Regions from separate parts of the Mus musculus genome. Here region 2 is linked to region 1. Evidence: chromatin contacts called from public Hi-C data. All regions are on one chromosome and are shown on one strand. Each heading gives the region's core, a stretch centred on a gene start, on an enhancer-like site or on the middle of the called end of the contact. The rest is flanking DNA. Distances are from core to core; before and after follow the strand shown. Region 1 holds the start of Cln8 (CLN8 transmembrane ER and ERGIC protein). Region 2 overlaps Arhgef10 (Rho guanine nucleotide exchange factor (GEF) 10).

Region 1 (5,675 bases), core at 2,265-4,764:
GTTTTTTGTTTTACCAACTTGATAAGATTCTTGCTAAAACTGGCCTGAGGTCAGGATTTAGGGAGCATAAGAAGATCTTGCTGGAAGCCGGGCGTGGTGGCACACGCCTTTAATCCCAGCACTTGGGAGGCAGAGGCAGGTGGATCTCTGAGTTCAAGGCCAGCCTGGTCTACAAGGTGAGTTCCAGGACAGCCAGGGCAACACAGAGAAACCCTGTCTCGAAAAACCAAAAAAAAAAAAAGAAGAAGAAGAAGAAGAAGAAGAAGAAGAAGAAGAAGAAGAAGAAGAAGAAGAAGAAGAAGAAGAAGAAGAAGAAGAAGAAGAAGATCTTGCTGGGAATTAGGTTGGGATATGCCACTAGGAACACCCAAGGGCAGAGAGGAGTTGGCTGCTGCTCCTTCGACACATTGCTATGGGTCCATCTGATACCAGATGCCAGGAGGCTTGTCCCAGCCATTCCATAGATAATAGGGCCTCGGTGATTAGGAATATTGACTGCTACTCCAGATGGCCTGGGTCGCATTCTCGGCACCCACATGGTAGCTCGTGACTGACTGTAACTCCAGTTCCAGCACTTTCTTCCGGCCCCCTCAGGCATTGCATTCATGTTGTGTAGAGGCATACATGCAGGCAAATCCAGAAAGAACAACGGACTGAGTTCAGATTCTCGGACAAACATTTGAACTGGAACCAAGGGGGATTAAGGAAAAGGGCTTAACACTGGTCTCATCAAAAGGGAGAGGGGGGTGTTGTATGTCTACAGAAAGAAAACCCTTTTGGAGCAAGGCAGCAGAAAGCAGAGTTGCATCTTACTGAGAAGTAGCTCTGGTGTTAGGAGTCAAGCACTTACAAAAAGCACAGCACATAGCCAAGGCTAAGAACTTACTTTCCTTCTAGTAAACGAACTGGCACTGTGGGGTTTGGGGAACAGTGAACAGGATTACAACCCCACCATGTAAGAACACAGGTCACAAGGAAGGGAAGAAACCTTGTCTGTACAGGACACAGAGAGTTAAGACATGTGACCGTGAACAAAGTTCCTAATCCTGTCTGAAATGCTCAGAACGCTCTAGGTCTATGGCTGGGAGAAGGGCGAAGCTGAACCCGCTTAGGCCCCCAAGTGTGTCTCGTTGCAATTTTATCATTCTTATTTGCAATATCTCTATTAAAAAAGGAGTGTTGCTAGGAATATTGAAAGCAATCTTTACATTGAATTTTTTCTGTGATCTCCCCTGCCTTTCTGTTTCTGCCTCATACACCTTTTTCTTCTGTTTTGTTTCTCTGTGTAACAGCCCTGGCTGTCCTAGAACTCTCTTTGTAAATCAGGCTGGCCTCAAACTCACAGAGATCTGCCTGCCTCTGCCTCCCAAGTGCTGGGATTAAACACATGTGCCACCAGGCCCTGCTTCACCCATCCATTTTTAAGGGCATTTTCTCTGTAAGGTGCAGGTTGATAGCCAGTCTCTCCCTAGAGACAGTGTGCATTACCCTGCACCACAAGACAAAGGCCGGGCACACTGCACACATAGTGGACAGAAGAGAAGAAGAGGAGCTTGCTGTTAACATACCATATGAGTTAGATAGATATAAGAGCCTGTGCCTCCTGGTCCCATGAATACTACTGATCTCTGGGAAATGACTCCGTGCACTGAAGTTTAGGAATCTCTCTCCCTATCTCACCCAGAGACACACCCCTTTGAGAACTCCACCACATTTGAGTCCAAAAGCAAGAATTAGATAGGAGAAATGCCTTCTTTTTTTTCTTGAGATAATATAATTACATCATTTCTCCCCTCCCTTCCTCTCACATATACCACCCCACCCCCACTCCTTCTCTCTTTCAAATACCTGGCAAGAGAATTCTTATTGTCTACCTGCTAATGCCTTGTAAGAAAAAAATAATCTGTTTATTATTTTATTTGTGTGTATTTCTGGGCATGCCACACTGAACATTAATACCCAGGACTCGCATGGTAGAAAGAGATGTCTTCTTGAAGAAACAATGAAATATCGCAATGAGTACATTTTGCTACCAGGAAATGAGGGTTAAATTAACCCCCCCCCCCACCTCCATTAAAGTCATTCCAGTTTGCCTTCTCCAAACGGCCTATGACACAGTAACAGAGGGCAACTGCCTGAGACTAACAGTCGAGGTCATAGTGCCTGGGACAGGCAACTGTAACATCTGGATGGATGAGTGAGCTGTGTGGTGTGGGAACCTGACACAAGAGAGGCTTAAGGAGGGCTTAGAGGAGACATCCAGCCAGGCTGGCCAGATGGAAACAGTGCCTGGGGTGCAAACTTGCAGGTGATGATGCAGGAACTGCGGTCAGATAGGAAAGGTGTGTTTGTAAACAGTCTAACCCAGGCTGACCTTAAAATCAACTCCTTCCCTGAAGATGACCTTTAACCCCTGACCTTCCTATCTCCACCTGGCCAAAGGTCAGTATTACTAAACGCTGTTTACACACCCAGATCTCTCTTGTTATTTTGACACAGGGTTTCAAGCAGCTTAGGGTGGTCTTGAAACTATGTTATTGCTCATACCAGCCAAGTGGAAAAACTAAGGTGCCAACCATGGACTCTGGGGTGCACCAAATATTGATGAAACCTCAGGAAAATAACAGAACTTGAACGTCGGTGTAAAATCTTTGCTGTAAAGGGACCCTTATCACAAGTCACAGGGGCACAGGGCTGAAGTCACAGCTCATTAGCCATTCTATCCATCTTGTGTGATGTTTCTCAAAGGTATTTCTGCAGGTGGCCTGGTTAACTATGTTGCAATTCCTGGGTGTTCAGAGACAATATCAGAACCAGGAGGGTGGGTATGTACAGGACGCTATTCCTTCTAGTCTTTTAAACCAGCTATCTTGTTAATTATCAAGATATGGTATGATAAAGGGCTCTAGGGAGGACTCTGTTATGTGGCCACCTGTCTGCAATCCAGGGTAGGGTGGGCAATTGCCCTGTCTAGATAAGGGCCAGGCAATTGCAAGCACCTGACTAGCAGACATTGCACAAGGAGTGCTGAGGCCAGACGTGAATCCCGAGCCAGGTTGGTTTTCCTGCTATGCTAGGTAGATGAGGGTACTAAGTGCTGATTATCTGCTCAGAGAGAGGGGACTGATTCCGCACCTCTCACCGCTACCCTACCAGCCCCGCTTGGTTAGTAGGTACATGGAATGGGTCGGGAGGTCTTTGCTCTTCTCATAATGCTGGCTCTGAATTAGCTTCGGCTCTTAGCAGGAGCACAGGGTAGCTCTGCACACGCCTCACAGCCACCTTTTCCTAAGGGACCGTAAGCCCGAACTGTACTTGTGCAGACAGGAGCTGGTTACCACCGCCTGGAAGACAATGCTGCTGTAGCAAGGGACACAGTGCGGTCCATTTTGTCGGCCTGAGCAAGTTTTTCGACTCCATGCAGTCGCCTGGAGCTCTGGCAGCACCAACCAGGAGACGCGTGCGCTTGCGTTTCACCTCTGCGCTCTGACGTCAGAGGCCTTAGGGACTTAGGAAAGAGGGAAGGGACAGGGAGTGAAGGGGTGTACGTAGGAGGGTCTTGGGGGACGGTCCACACAGAGGATCGTGGAAGGTCAGTTGGGGTGGGGGTTGAGGAATTCCTCCACTGATCCCTCCGTACCACTCTTAAGGTCCCAGCACCAACTTGAGCTACGATAGTCAAATCTAGCATAGCGCGCTGCGAACTGTGTAGCCTGCTCCAGGCACCCCCATGGCGCTGGATGGGATGATCCTACCCCAACTCGTGCCCCCCGAGTCTACCTTGGTAGCGTCCTAGGGAGGCGAGGCTTAGGGCTTCAGCAGTGCGCGTGCGCAGTGGATAGTGTTTGCTCAGCGCGCGACACTGTCGTGGGTGATTTCTCCGGTGCTAGGGGCGGGATGGCCTGAAAGCGGGGTGCCCAGCTGAGGCGGGGACACAGATGGGCGTGGGGCCCTAGTCTCCAGTGCCACTCAGCGACCGGTATTCTATCTGGCTCCGGTCACGAGGTGTGTCTACGGCTCAGGAGCTCCTGGGACAGCGAGTCTAAGCAGCTGATGGACCAAGAGGCGGCGCCCCCCTTCTGCTCACCTGAATGCAGGTGAGACGTGAAGGGCACCCTGTATACACCTGCCTGCAGCAGCGCAGTCTTTGCTTGGCCACCCGAGGAGGAAGCATTCCATTTGGTGTATAGGTCCTGGGCCACCGTGGGCGCGGGTGGACGATTCAGACTGGGTCCGACTGGATAGGTCGACCTGGGTCGCAAGAGAACTTGGGGCAGCAAAGTGATGGACCACGGTCGCTGGGCTAGGTCTGTACAGTGCTAGGGGATGAGGAACTTGAGTGTGGATCATCATGGGACCAGAGGGTGAAAGGCGATGTTGGTCAGATCTCCGCGAGGTAGGACTGGGTGGTGTCAGCACTTAGTGAAGGGGAGCGGGAATAGGAAGGACCCCTAGCTCTCAGCACACCGTGGGAGGTCCTGGGGCTAGGGTGCTGCTGCCTTAGAAAAGGGTGCCTAAGCCCTTTTAGAAGGCTTTCAGAGTCGTCGGAATGACAGAGTAGGTGGCTGCTCCTAAGTACTGTTTGAATTCATGTCGGTATCGATATTTGTTTTCTGACCGTGTTTATGTATGAAATCTGTAGCTATACACTGGACTTGTTCCCGTGTTTTGTATTTTTTTATTTAAACTTTTCTCTAGGAAGAGTGGGAAAGGCTATGATTAAGGAAACCTCAGATATTCTGAAAATATGAGATTCCACTACACCCACCCAAGCTCTGGTAGACCCGCCCTAGCCTCTAGGTGCTAGTTGTTATGGAAACAAAGCTCCTAGACCTTGAAAGCTCTCCCTGTGCTATTCAGGACCGAATCTCTTCGGATAGTGAGAATCTGGAGAATCCGGCTAGGATAGTTAGTGGATAGGTAAATAAGTCCCAGTAGTGTTTCTCTTAGGCCACTGAGAACCACGTGGGACAGGATTAGTGAGGGGCATGCCCGATGTGCTGCAAAAGGCAAAGGCAGAGTAAACAGCTGCCGTGTGTTTATTCCTTTCTGTTAATAAAAAGGAAACGTTTTATCTAGAGAAAGACTGACTCAGCATGTGCCCCCAAACCCGTGGTATTGCTTAGGGCTCTCTCGGAGGAGAACGGGTTTCAGTTCTCTATTTCCAGGCTTATACGTTTTCTTTTCAGCTTTGTTAAGCATACATGTCTTTTGGCACTGGGAAAATACTTTGGCCAGCTGCCTGTGTGTGATTTCTGAAAGTGTTAGGAGAATCCTCGTGCCTACAGTCCATCTATTGCTCTATGATATGTCAAGGAAGGGTATCAGCCAGTGTGGGAGGGTACCTGCCTTGAGTAACCAGAGAGTGCCGAGCTAAGATGTGAGAGTCAGCATGCTAGTCACGCCCAGCTTAAGGCTGGGAAGGAAAGAGTCCAGATAACCATTTGACCTCAAGGTTTATTCACTACAGTGACAAGCATCAGTTCACAACACTGGCATGGTGACTCAGAAGCAGATGGCAGAGAGAGGCTCATAGGCAAGGCTCAGCACTCCAATGACAAGCCTCAGTCCACAACTCACGCATGGGGTACCCGATTCAGAAGTAAGTGGCAGAGAGACTCACAGGCAAGGCTCCCAATCTGTCCCTCGCTCGGGGGAGCAACTTCTTCCTCTGG
Region 2 (5,675 bases), core at 937-3,436, 53 kb after region 1:
ATAGTGCAGTGGCAGAGTGCCACTCAAGCATGCACAAGGTCCTGGGTTCAATTCTGAGTGTGACAATGAGTGAGTGAGTGAATGAATGAATGAATGAATGACAATTATTTAGACATTTAAAACCGCTTTACAAAAAATAGTTGTACTATTATCTTCAAAACGCTGTCAAAGATGAAATTGGACTGAAAAAAATCACAGCATAGTTTGCCTTTAGTAATCTTAAAACCACCCAGGACAGATTGACGGCAGTAAAGTGAGATAATGGCCTGTGTGCAAAACTTCCTGAGAAGTGGTGAGAGCAGTCAGTGCCTTGGAGGGCAGCAGCATCAGAGGGTGGCAGAGAGGGTGCCTGGACCAGGGAAACGTGGGAAACAGAACCCAGAAGGAAGAGGAGAGCCTGGACAAACCAAAGGCTAGCTGGGCTCTGACAAGTGGCAGAAGTGGACTCTGGTAACATTTATAGGGACAGAAGCAGAGAAGGGAAAGGCTGATTCAGCAGAGGAAACGGCAGCATCTGTCTGTACAACAGTCAAAACTCTAGATCAGTAAGCGGAAAGAGTTTAGTGAGGTTGCAGTTCTCCTGTGAGAATCACCTGGCCCTGAATCAGTTGCCTGACTCAGAGGCAGAGGCCCTGCCCCAGTGTGATACCCAGGCCGCTCAGCATCTGGGGAGGATGTAGGAGAGGTGGGCCTCCCTTGGGTCCCGGCTTACAGAGCTATTCACTACTTAGAGAGCGACATATCATCCTTAGATCCCCCATCCATCAGTTGCTACCTCTGGGCCACTTTTCTACCTGCTTCTCGCCTGTGTCTCTAGTCTTTGCACACTCATATACAAAGGCCTCGCTTTGTGGAAAGTTTATAATGGCCAGCATATTGTTTAGTATATTTTCATCTTATTTGCTGTAGTTGTGCTGGGTCCCCAGGGCACTTTCAGATTTCAGTCACTGCCCGCATGGAAGAGGGTCCACCGGGGAGCTAGAGCCCTTAGCAGCGTCCACGTTGTTCCTGAACAGTGTTGGGGCAGCCTCTGTCTGGTAACTCAGCAGGCTCATGAACTCAAACTTAAATTTGCTGTCACCTTGGTCTGTGCACCCAGATGAAATGATTTATGATGATGTGGAGAACGGCGAAGAAGGTGGAAACAGCTCCCCAGAGTACGGGTGGAGTTCCAGCGAATTCGAAAGCTATGAGGAGCCAAGCGACTCGGAGGGCAAGAACGGAATTCCCAGGTCCTTCCTGCGCAGCAGTCATAAAAAGCAAGTATGTGCTTGGTCTGTTGTGATGGACGAGTGTTCTCCTGTTTACCTGGGAACAGGACTGGGAAATGTGTTCTGAGCCACACGCTTCCGTGGCTAGTCCCCAGACATCCGAGTGTAGTTTGGAGAGCATAGGGTACCAGCGAAGTGGTCTCCTATGTGTAAGCACAGGAGGGTCCAGCTGTTACACCCTCATAAAGTCACTTCTGCAGTACTAACCAGGCTCGCCATCCAGGATCTAAGATGGTAAAAGCCACGCACGTTGGCACAAGTGTGATCCCAGCACTTGGGACATTGAAGTAGGAGGGCATTCGGGAGATCACTGACCACCTGCGGTATTGTATCAGGACAGCTAGGGCTACAGAGAAAGACTCCCTTTTCCACAAAGACAAACTTTAAAAGGAAAACGAGTATCACTGGGCACCAACTTGTTGCAGTCTGGCAGCCGCAGTCCTTCTGCACAGCGAGCTGGCCAGGCCCTATGGATAAGGCAGGCCCCAGCTTTGTTTTGCTCCGCACTGCTGACAATGACCAACTACATTGTGAGCTGGATGAAGACCAAGGTCAGAGGAGCGACGGTGAGCGGCGAGGCTGCAGCAACCCGGATCATTGTTCCCTGGAGAGAACTTCAATTTAGGGGCATAAAACGTCTTAGGTTACAGTCCAGGGAAGAACACGGAAGCCCTCAGGATGAGTGTCCTACTGAGGGGCGCTCCTGGCCCTGACAACTGCCTGAGGTGAATGTGGGGTTCTCTGTGGCTGGCAGGGTCACATAGTCTTGTTGCTGGGGTCCCCTATGGCCAGGTGGAGAAGGATCTGTTGCGTGTGACACCCTCCTGTTGGTGGCACTTCCTATGGAAGGGTGTAAGGGTTGACTGTGTACAGTCACGTGGTGTCTGAGCACTTCCTGTGTGAGGCTGGCAGGTAGCCAACCTGAGGTCCTCCTCTAAGACCTGGTTCTGCCTTTGTAACAGTTAACTATCACCTTCCTCATCTGCCTGCTTTCCCCAGAGACTCCAGCAGCCCGAGGCTGTGGGCGGGACCACGTTTCTGTGCCACTGTAGCTCTGCAAGTTGTCACCTGAGAACTGTCATTTCCTCTGACTTATTTCAGACCCAAGGACAGAAGCATGGTGGGCTTTCGGTCAGACTTTCTCCAGGAATATTTTTTTGTTTTTTCTTTTTAATGATCAGGAGTACAGCTGGGATCTCTCCAGGGATGGACCTACAGTTGCAGCCAGGGGAGCTTATAATGAAGTGATAATTGTTTGCATAAAGCCCTATTAGATACTCTCAACCTAAAACAAGGTTGTGAAAGAGTAGCCGGGCAGGGGGAGCATCAGGGGCGCCTAGGTCCCTGTGTGGCAGCAAACACTTGAGACCTGTTTGTTTGATTGACTTGGGCAGATGGCATCCAGTCTGGCAGTGCTAATGGGGCTGCTCTGGCCGCCCTTGAGGTGGACTCACAGTTACGGTCAAGCCTCCAGAAATGCCAGCGAGGACGGCAAGTGGCTCAGCAGCCTTTTGTTGCTAGGAGAAGCACTGGAGATGTCGGTGGGAAACAGCCTATGAGTGTGGAGTGGTGTTGAGGGGTACAGAGCCCATGTCTCTCGCTTGGAGGCCGGGGCTGTGGAGAGGGGTCTCTGTGCCGTAGGCCCGTGTGACACAGAAGTCCATGGAGATTAGGCTTTCCAGATGAATGTGTATGTTAAAGAAGTACCAGCTTTCTATTGAACATGATTGAAAGTGTTCTTGTCCTGTTTAACGTGAGACCTTACCCCCAGGGGAGAAGCGGCTGGCTCTCTGTGTTTCCGGTGGTGATAAGGGTAGGAAGGGTGGCTCGGCACACTCTAGCCAACTCACCAGTCAGTGTCTTCCCTAGAGCAACCGCACTCCGGCGCGGTCCTGAATGCCAGGTTCTTCCCCTCGGATGCTGGCACAGAAGAGCCTTAAGTGTATTTTGCGTGTGCCAGCTCTTGTCTCCTGGAGATATAAGTGAATGATCTTACATAGATCATTCTGTACATCTACTGACTTTGCTCTTCCCTGGAGCACACGCAGCCTGCCTGCCGGTGGAAGGAGCACACATCCTTCTTGCATGCCTTACTCACACATGTTTTACTTCAGGTCAAGCAGAGCAGGTGGTGGCCTCCAGCTAGAAGGCGCCACATCCTTCACGCAGGATAGCCTCTGGGGACCCACAGAGCCCATTCTGAAAAAAGCATATCTCTTTGTGCTACAGCTCTCTCATGACCTAACCCGCTTTAAGGCGCACTGTGAGGAAAAGATGAGAGGCTTGGTGGCCAGTACGGTGGGAGCCATGGAGATTCAGCAGGCAAAGCAGAGGCAGGAGCGGAAGGTAGTGTGGCTCCTCCTTACACTCTGCAGTGAGCACGTGGTCCATAGCAGACCGCAGGGTGCGTTGGACTGACGCCCCGCCCCGTGCATCCCAGCCAGAACAGTGGTTCTCAAAGCCTGGCCCAGGGCTCCCAGGCTACCTGAGCATTTCCAGGGCCATCGTTAATGACCTCTGAACTTGTTCTCTCACAAGTGCAGGGAGGAAGCTTCCAGACGCTTGCAATGTGGGACGTCACCCACAGATGGAGTGTGGAATCAGCAGTGTCTGGGAGATTCCCAAACATGCGAAATAAATATCGATTTTTGGTTTGGAAAATAGAATCACTTCTTATAATTGTGTTATTTAATATAAAGTGCAATAGACTGATTATCTTCTAAGAATGTATCAATATGAGCCTGGTGTGGTGACGCACGCCTTTAATCCCAGCACTTGGGAGGCAGAGGCAGGTGGATTTCTGAGTTTGAGGCCAGCCTGGTCTACAGAGTGAGTTCCAGGACAGCCAGGACTACACAGAGAAACCCTGTCTCAAAAAAAAAACAAAAACAAAAACAAAAACAAAAAACAAAAAACCAAAACCCAAACAAGCAAAAAAGAATGTATCAGTATAAGATTTTAAATTGTTACCAATTTTAACTTGAACACAATAGATTAATAAAATACAAAAGAAAGCTATCAGGGCATTCATCGGGCTCCATTTCCAGCTCCAAACCTCCAGTGAACATGACTGTGAAGTTTAAGGGGCTCCTAGGCCAAAAGTTTGAGAACTACTGGGTTTGCATATCTTCCTCCTCTGAGATGTGTTTTAAAAGGGCACTGTCAAGTAACTTTTGCTGACTCTCCATCCTTTGGTAACGTGAGACTTATTCGTGTGTTAGATGGGATTTCACAAGAGCTAGAGATTCTTGGAGCCAGCCCTGGGCAGGCAGTGGCTCCACTCTTCAGCATCTAGACACCAGGCTTTCTGAAGAGCTGCCTTCCCGTGAGGCACGCCACTGTTCGGCCAGCATCTGGTTGGTTCCCCGCAGGGCAGTAAGAAGACAGATGCAGATCCACGAGACAGTTTGCTGGTTCTGGGATTTTCCTGCGAGCCGTGGGCTCTCTGCTAGGTGGGGTAGCATGCTGCACAGGTCCAGCTCGGTCCAGCTTAGGAATGTGTGGATGATTGTGGTTGGCAGGTCCAAAGATGTGAGCAAGCCCTAGGAGCATGAACAGTGAGAGCCCAGCATCCTGGTTGAGCCTTGGATGAGCCTCTTTAACTAGCTCCCAGAATTTAGTCTTTTCTTCCAAACGTGGAGGCAAGCTTTGGGGTCTAGAGGGCCCCACCTGCCCCCAGTCTGCAGTCCTCTGATTATTCTGATGTGGCCAAGTGGGGCTGAGGTGCAGCTGCCCATGGTTGGGTCAAGAGGAATGGGACCAGGAATGGTACCTGCAGGGAGCTCAAAGAGCCATTGACATCCCAATAGGTTAAGGTCATGTGTGGGCAGAGTCACTTTAAAGTTCCATCTGTTAGAAAAGGGATAGAAATCTGCTTTGGGGTGCTGGATTGGAAGTGTAGGCCGGGGGTTAATTAGAGCTGTGCAGAATGGTCATTGAGTAGAAAGCCATATCTGCATTGGGACATAAGGGCCTTCAGGATAGACTCTTCTAAACACAACCAGTCAAGACTCTCGTCTTCTGGAGGAAGTGGCCCAGAGCAGGTAGCAGAGGGCAGGAGCTGTAGGCTTGGTTGCCATGGCAGCCTGCTGAGGGTTGAAGTGTGCTTGCTGACAGGTTGGTGAGAGGGTTACTGGTTGGTTTGTTCACTGGCCTCTTGGGCTTTCTCTGAAAGGACACCCAGTGCCCAATGCAAATGTCTTCAGTGCCAGCTGTTTAAAAAGTAAGAAATGAGATGGCATCTGTGCCAAGCCACACCTGGACATCTCTGGCTTCCATTTGACCGCTAAATCACAGCCCTGGCTGGAGGAAACCAGGGACAGTGAACTCAACCTGTATGGGCTGTCTTTCTGATTTATGCCTCCACAGAGGGATTGGCTGTCTTCCTAACCCCTGGGCCAGCCT

Evidence for each region. A called contact is a pair of places that touch in the nucleus more often than the background predicts.
Region 2: a contact with region 1 is called in a Hi-C map of regulatory T cells, with 1.8 times the contacts expected there. The contact joins the enhancer-like site here to the promoter of Cln8 in region 1. A contact is called at or near these places in 1 of 39 promoter capture datasets (macrophages), 5 of 484 Hi-C or Micro-C datasets (CD4 T cells, Th2 cells, cortical glia and 2 more), 3 of 115 datasets of contacts at active chromatin or transcription factors (embryonic stem cells and extraembryonic endoderm stem cells) and 3 of 9 other capture datasets (adipose tissue, liver and pancreatic islet).

What each region holds. Positions count from the first base shown.
Region 1 is chr8:14,885,022-14,890,696 of GRCm38.p6, forward strand. Cln8 (CLN8 transmembrane ER and ERGIC protein) reads left to right here and starts at 3,515. Exons shown (of 3, transcript NM_012000.3): 1 at 3,515-4,097.
Region 2 is chr8:14,939,110-14,944,784 of GRCm38.p6, forward strand. Arhgef10 (Rho guanine nucleotide exchange factor (GEF) 10) reads left to right here. Exons shown (of 29, transcript NM_172751.3): 8 at 1,100-1,263; 9 at 3,501-3,617. Among named protein-coding and RNA genes, the nearest start is that of Gm35285, 8.5 kb to the right of the region's middle. Within about 2 kb of position 2,187, at least 40 of the 459 cell types and tissues checked have an H3K27ac peak or open chromatin away from gene starts, as enhancers often do. A contact at or near this core is called in Th2 cells, double positive thymocytes, pancreatic islet and 1 more, where this site is marked.